Linked DNA regions of Anas platyrhynchos: region 2 is linked to region 1. Evidence: chromatin contacts called from public Hi-C data. All regions are on one chromosome and are shown on one strand. Each heading gives the region's core, a stretch centred on a gene start, on an enhancer-like site or on the middle of the called end of the contact. The rest is flanking DNA. Distances are from core to core; before and after follow the strand shown.

What was found. Hi-C and Micro-C count contacts between places; a contact is called where the count stands out from the background.
Region 2: a Hi-C map of liver shows a contact between it and region 1, with 5 times the contacts expected there. The contact joins the enhancer-like site here to the promoter of TSPAN32 in region 1. A contact is called at or near these places in 4 of 8 Hi-C or Micro-C datasets (liver, skeletal muscle and subcutaneous adipose tissue).

Annotation. Positions count from the first base shown.
Region 1 is chr5:28,421,986-28,425,764 of IASCAAS_PekinDuck_T2T, reverse strand. TSPAN32 (tetraspanin 32) reads right to left here and starts at 1,816. Exons shown (of 11, transcript XM_072038531.1): 1 at 1,529-1,816. It overlaps ASCL2 (achaete-scute family bHLH transcription factor 2), which reads left to right and starts at 2,109. Exons shown (of 2, transcript XM_027458024.3): 1 at 2,109-3,258; 2 at 3,370-3,779. The coding sequence starts at 2,738. The coding sequence ends at 3,247. It overlaps LOC119717204 (a long non-coding RNA gene), which reads left to right and starts at 423. Exons shown (of 2, transcript XR_005266367.2): 1 at 423-664; 2 at 800-1,674.
Region 2 is chr5:28,536,281-28,539,942 of IASCAAS_PekinDuck_T2T, reverse strand. All of the region lies in intron 1 of KCNQ1 (potassium voltage-gated channel subfamily Q member 1), which reads right to left. TRPM5 (transient receptor potential cation channel subfamily M member 5) reads left to right here. Exons shown (of 26, transcript XM_013099790.5): 5 at 572-738; 6 at 3,134-3,314. Among named protein-coding and RNA genes, the nearest start is that of TRPM5, 17 kb to the left of the region's middle. Within about 2 kb of position 1,667, at least 1 of the 8 cell types and tissues checked has an H3K27ac peak or open chromatin away from gene starts, as enhancers often do.

The sequences.
Region 1 (3,779 bases), core at 567-3,066:
GCTGAGCTGAAAAACCTCCAGCCCGCTTCTGAGTTGGAGGGAAATGCTGCCCATGCTGTCAGATGTGAGCACTGAAGGAGCTGTGAGATTTGCTGTGGGACTGAACAGAAGTTTAGGAGAAGAGGCTGGGTTTGTATGGGCGCTTTCTTGCCTTGCACTTTTCTAGGTCTCTCACTGTCAGTGTAGCCATCAGCAGTGCAACAGCATCACTGCAGCACGAGTCATTCACATCAGAGCCCAGCAGCAGGCAAAGAAAAACCTCCTGCAAAACAGCAGGTGGGAATGGCTCCAAATGTGGCAGGTTCACAGGTGCCCATAGCACGGCTGCACTCATGAGCACGTGTGCAGATAAAACGTGCCAGCATGAAGGCTCCCTGCACCAAAGCGTGCCCTGGCTGTGTGAACCCCAGGATGCAAAGCCTGCCTTCCCCCAGGCACCACAAGGACGCTTTGCGCAGCCTGCTTAGCATTCATATGGCACATGGGCACCAGCAAGCTGAAACCCCAACTTTTAAGCCCACAGCTGTCTCTTTTTGAGGAGGGAAGGAGAGGGGAGGAGGGGGAGGGCGCTGGGTTTTGCCAAGGTTAGAATTCAGCGTGGGACCATGCTGTGAGCGGAAGCAAGGCTTGGCTTGGGAGACAACAAACCAGCAAGAAAAAGAGGGTAAGCTGAAGGCAGGCAGTTCCCAGACCAAACTCAACTTTCATTCTATCCCCTCCCAAAACTGAAACAACCGCATTCATGGCTCTAAAGCCCACCGCCATTCTCAATCTCAAGTCTTTTTGCTTTCCCACGTAGCGTTCACATTGCAACCTGGGGCTGCTCGGGAGCCAGCTGTGCCAGCGATACATCCAAGCAGCAGTTCCAGCTCTACTCCAGCAAAACCAGTGCAAGAAGAGCCCAGGTGGCATGCACCTGCTTGCCGAGGATGCTCGGCCACCCCCTGCCACTTATTGCTCACATTTTTCCCTGTCCTGCCTTGTCGTGATGGGCCTCTGTCACTTTCTGATGAGGTGCAGAAGTGGAGGCAAAATCAAATGCAGCAGCTCCGTGTGACGGAGGGCTCCCTGCAGGGGTGAGCCCAGCACGTGCTCTGCTGTGCTCCCAGGTGCCTTTTTGTGTTACCAAGAATAATAAAAGGAATCCCTGTAGTTATTTCTGTACCATGAAAATCCGGTTATTACTCTTGAGCGTTGCAGAAAGTTTTCTCTTGAACAGCTCATAAGAAAGCAGCTTCCTCTTTCCTGAGAGCAAGGCTTGCACCAGCAGTGACTTTTTGAGCACCTGCTACTAAAAGACCAACAACACTGCCCCGCTGCAGCACTGCCCTCTCTGCCCAGCCCAATCCCCAGCAAGTGCCACACAAACCCCGGGGCAAGCAGAGCTTGCACAGACAGAAACCAAGCACCAGCCTGGAGCAAACCCTGCAAACACTGCACACCGCTTCATTTACCCCTGCAAGCAGCTCCCCTGGACCTCCTGCGGCAAAACGCACCCCACGCCGTGAGCAGACCCTGCTGCACCTACCTGGGGGGAGGCAGCTCTGCATAGGTGGGGGCATTGCCTGCTGCCCAGGTCCCGCTCCTCACTCAGAAATGCAAGCTGGGGCTGAGAGCAGCAGGGTTTAACTCTGCATCTCTCACTTTGGCTTAGTTTGCTTTTTTTTTTTTAATTATTTTTTTTTAGCCAAGCCCCGCTCACGCACCGCATTTCCCTATCACCCCCTTGACCCCCGGGGTTGCCCCTTAACCCTAAACCCTCCAGCGCCCGCAGCCCCTTCGCACTCATTTTTTGGGGAGAGGGGGCGCAGAGACCCGGCAGAGCCCCTCCCCGCCGTGCCCCCAAGCAGCCCCACACCTCCCCTTCACCCCCCAAAAAAGCCAAAAAAAAAAAAAACAAAACACTCAACCCAACCCAACCCACCACCCGGGGGCGCGGCGCACGGGCGGGGTTTGGGATGGAGCTGGGGGGGGGGGGGAAGGGAACGGGATGGGACGGGACGGCACCGGGGGCCGGCGGCGCCACGCGCCGGGCGCGCGCGGAGGAGGCGGGGAGGGGGGGCGGCACGGGGGCGCGCGTGGCGGGGCGCGTGCGGCCGGCGGGGGCTCGCGAGCGGCGGCGTTGATAAGCACCGGGCGGCGCCGCGCCCGCCGCACAGCCGCGGAGCCGGCAGCGGGAAGGAGGCTTGGGGAGGACGAGGAGGAGGGAGGGGGGGAGGCGGGCAACACGGCGCTGCCCCCGCCGCAATTCCCCCCTCGGTCGGGGTTGCTCCTGGCCCTGCTTTTTTTTTTTTTTAATTTGCAGTTTTTTGTTGCGTTTTTATTTGCATTTTTACGCGCGTGGCAGTTTGCATTTTTCTCGCGTTTTTGCTCGCATTTTTACTCTCGTTTTTCTTGCATTTTTACTGGCGGGTTTTCTTGCGTTTTACCCGAGTTTTGCTTGCATTTTATTTGCATTTCTCCTCGCATTTTACCTGCGTTTTGGTTGTACTTCATTTACATTTTACCCGCGTTTTATTTCAATTTTTTTTTTCTTGCATTTTCCCCGCATTTTGCTTGCATTTTCTTTGCATTCTACCCGCATTTTCCCCACACTCCGCGACACTTTTCCTTGCATTTCACTCCACTTTCCTCTCCCCCAATTTGCATTCCCCTCGATTCACTTTTCCTCTCAACTCCAACCTCCCCCCCACCCCCGCAACTTTCTCCCCCTTTCCGCCACCGTGGCCTCACGGCGATGAACAGCGGGGCTCTGCCTCCGCTCCCCCCTCACCCCTCCGCCCCCCGGGGCCGCCGGCGGCCCCCATCCCCGGAGCTGCTGCGCTGCAAGCGCCGCTTGGCTTTCGCCTCCCTCCCGGGCACCGGGGGGGCCGCGGCGGCCGTGGCTCGCCGCAACGAACGGGAGCGCAACCGGGTGCGCTTGGTCAACCTGGGCTTCGCCGCCCTCCGCCAGCACGTCCCCCACGGGGCCGCCAGCAAGAAGATGAGCAAGGTGGAGACCCTGCGCTCTGCCGTCGAGTATATCCGTGCCTTGCAGCGGCTTCTGGACGAGCACGACGCCGCCGCCGCTTTCCCCGACGGCCGCCCGCCCCGTCCGGGGCGGGCGGCCGTCGGGGAAAGCGGTGGCGGCAGCGGTGGTTACTCCTCTGCCTCCCCTTGCTCCTCCGAGGAGAGTGGTTACGATGGGGAGCTCAGCCCCGAGGAGCGGGAGCTGTTGGATTTCACCAGCTGGCTCGGGAGCTACTGAGCTGCCGGGAGGTGAGCACGCTTTGGGGGGCTGCTTTTCTCTCGGGGTGGGGGGCTGCTGCTTCTTCCCCCATGCTTGGTGGTGCTCCAGGGATCAACGTGGGGTTTGCGATCTCTTTACAGATATACCTCAGGGCCCTTCGTCTTCCGTAGCAGCCAGCATCACATCACCACCCCCCTAAAAACCACCTCTTTCCCCCAAATCCTCTCACCCAGCCGTGGTGGGACCCTGCTGGCTGCGTTCCTCGCCGGGCTCCGAGGCTCCCCGAGCTGAAGTGCAATGATGCTCACGACCCCGCTCCGGGGCAGCCCCATGGAAAAAGGTGCTCACCTGCTTTCTCCAGAGAAAGATGCCCGAGCAACTGGTGGAGTGGCAAAAAGCAAGAAAAACAAATCTACTTGATGCTTCCTTGTTTCTGGAGGGGGAGGGAATTTTTTTTATAGTGTCAGATTCTGTTTTATATGCAACTTGAACTGCCTATGGGAACAGTGGTGTATGAAGACTTATTTTTGTACAAGAAACCTTAGGGAAA
Region 2 (3,662 bases), core at 418-2,917, 110 kb before region 1:
TGGCTGTACACATGAATTACAAGAGTAGGGAAATGCATTTAAAAACAAACAAACAAAAATCAGGTCTGGAAATCTGAAAAGAAGTGGCTAATATTTAAGATGATATATCTTCTATTATCTTTGTGAAAATAGCTGCAAAATGAAATGAAAATATCAGTTCACCTCTCCCTATCTGGTCCTCATTTCAAGCCAACAACTTTTTCCTCTCCATCCCTTTGCCCCTTCCTCATGCAGACCTGCCTAGTGTAGTGATGTTGCTGATCCTATTTAGACAGTAGACATTTACTCCTGTCTGGAAACAGCACTGTAGATAAGCATATTTACATTAGAGTAAAGATGGCTGGCAGGATATGTAAAGCACACCTGCTTGGGCACAATTTCCTCTTTCCCTTGTTAAAGCCTTACATTCCTTGTATGTCTTTTAATTCTAAAAATTACAGTGTATCAAGATCTGTTTGCAGCTTATCCAATTATCTAAACAAAACTTAAATCTAGTACTTCCCATAATGTTACTTGACACACAAACCTGTCCAATTACAAAGAAATTGTCTAACAATTAAAATATTTTCAGATGCCTGGATTTTTACCAGTGCTTTACGTGTTGGAATAACAAGACACTTAGTGCAAGCAGTCCGAGATCACGCACTGGCTAGTGCTTCATCCAAAGTAAGAGTGATTGCCATAGGAATAACTTCCCTCGGAAAAATTCAGCACAGAGAAATTCTGGAGAACGCAAAGGTATTTTTCCTTTTATTCTACTTGTGAGACAGGATTGTTCAGAAGTGAACTTCACATTTACAAAATTTGGAAGTAGTAGGCAGCAAAACATCGTGCTGTCTTAAAAGTGGGATTCAAAGGGTGTTTTAGGGAAAGACCTTAGCAATGAGCACGAAGAATCGTTAGACCCTACTGCTTCCATGCCTCGTGCGTTAAACTTGGCAGCAAATCTGCAAATATCCACCAGGTGGCAGGATTGGCCATTAGCTCAGTAGCTGGCAATAGGGTGAACCTGAGGAACAGCACACATCATAGGATGCCTGAAAGCTTTTTTTCTCCTTGTTCATCTACGGCAGAATTCCAAGCTATTTCAGAAATACTGTAAAAACTGAATATCCTAGTATGAAACCGAATCGTAATTATTTCAAGTTCTCCTGGCCAGTCACTGAACTGGTGTCTAATACACAAAACCTTCTCTACATGCTGGGCCAAAAGTGCTAGCCATACAAGACTTTGTTTAGTTGGTGAGAGTTCTGGGGACTTCAGAATTCAGATCAAAGCAATTGAAGTTTGTGAGAGGGGAAAAAAAAAAAGTACACACAAAACAACAATAAAATACACACTAACAAAAAAAGTAAAAAAAAAAATCAGAAGAGTCGTTGCAAATGCCAAGTTGATGCTGAATTGACTTGGAGGTGGAAAAGGGAATTAATGACATTCTTGTCACTGCACTGTCTGTCCTAAGCAGACTATTATAACAGTAAAATGGGTGTATAGTAGTGACAACAACACTTTCTGTGTTATTTTACTTTCCTACAGAAGCTGAAAAGCAGGTAACAAACACAGCCCTTTGAACTTGCACCTAGTTCTCTCAGATAAGCTGGCAAGTACCAGCTATCAGCAGGGAGGCTGCCAGACTGTATTTGCATTTTATTGTCATTAGTTTTCTCTCTTTTCCATCCCTTTTGCCAAGGACAGGTATCAATGTGCTCTGTCAGATGAGGCTCTCCAGCTGGAAGACTTGAACCTATTTGTGTGGCTCAGAGGAAAGAATCTCATTAGGGAATTTTGTTTAGAAAAGTTCCTTTGGCAAGAGCAAACTAGTTGCTTCACCTCCCTCCCAATCTAAGTGATCAAAACACACCTGGATCTTTCCCAAACAGTAGCTACAAAATAAGTGCACCATTCTTTTTACTGCGTTAGATTTTCTCCCTCTTGACTAAAGCTCAAATTCTTTGTCAAAGAGTAGGTGGAGAGCACTCTTGACCCTCTGACTTCTGGCACTGCTTCTACCCAAGAACACCCTAGATCTTAGAAACTTTAGGACAAAAAAAGAGCTATAGACAAGGATATTGACCTAAACCCAGTTCTTCTTATAGTTGACACTAACACAAACAGCTTGTTGTACAAAATAGAGCTAAGAATTCACAGTAGCAAGGAGAAAAACAAGGCCCAATATCAGTGGGTCACTCCTTCATTTCTGTGTTACTGGCATGCATTAAAGAACCTTGAACAACTGCTTCTGCATTTTCAGTGGACACAGGAAAATCCCTGAGAGATTTTTTTTCAGTTGGTTGTTGTGTACCGGGGTCCCAATCTAAGGCCACATCTCTCTGGCAAGTAGGCTTAATGTTACACGGCAGCAGAATATAGGCACAACCTCCATCTAAACAAAACATGAAAGCAAGTAACTGCTTCAAGGTAACCTTCCCCAATGAGACAGGAGCAGGAGGGAGGCAAGAGAAATTTGTGGCACTAGCTGTCTGTAAAGGACATGCAAATTTACTACTTCCCCCCCCTCCCGGAACAGCCTCTGACATTTCTACTCTTCCCAGAGCTGCTGAGAGGGCAAGAATCCCTACCTGTACCTGCATGCTCTGTCACATTTTTAGAATGCAGCTTCCACATTAAGAATAACCATGAGACCTCACATAACCATGTAAATTAAACCAAGCTGTGTTTAAATCTATATGGATGTATAGCAGGCTGACTTATCTACTGGTCTAAGCATGGTGAAAATGTTACTGAAATGAACAGGTTTGCCCTTGTCTAAAATCGGGCACAAACATCTGAGACATTAAGGCATCACTCACAGTTATCTAGTCTCATGGCCCCAAACATTTGTGCAAGCACTTGCAGCACCTCTGCACAAATGCCTTTGTTCTAGAGATGATTCCTAATGTCAGTATATTTTGCAGAGCCTGAGAGGGGAACTTCAGGGACTTCAGCTTTCAGGCTATCACATCTAGCACCTTTCAGAAGAAACAAATACTCCTTCCTTTTCATAGAGGCTATTCAAGTGTCTGAAAAGTGGTGCTCTATGTCATGGCACAGATAACATGAAAAAGGGAGATGAAGCACATAGAAATGCAGACTGTTCTTTGTAGAAAAATGCTCACATCTCTCCTATCTCTAGGATGAAAGCCTTGTACATTACCAGTCAGATGATAATGTCCAAGGCCCACTGTATTCACTGGACCACAACCATTCCCATTTTATTTTGGTGGATCACGTAACACCAGAGGATCCAGACAGAACGACTGAACTACGGCTCACCTTGGAAAAGCACATTTCAGAACAGCGCACTGGGTATGGTGGTAAGTAGACTATACAAGCATCCTATAGCTTGAATAATAGCGACATTACAGGGATACATGTGGGTCCCTCGCCTTATCAAAGGCAACTCCAGTTCTCAGTTTACCATCTACATAGGCAAGATCAAGTAAACACAGTTGTCATTGTGTAAGAGGCAGAACTAAGCTGACTTAAGTTGAAAAAAAAATGCTCTTTGAACCAAAAATCCTGACATTTATTGCATCTCCTTAAACATAGCTCAAAGCTGACCTTCAAAGCATCTCTCAAATTGCCTCGAAACACAACAGATGGAAAATAAATCCAGGTTTAAGTGCCCTAACCAGTGGCTCTAAGAGATGGATGTTCATTGT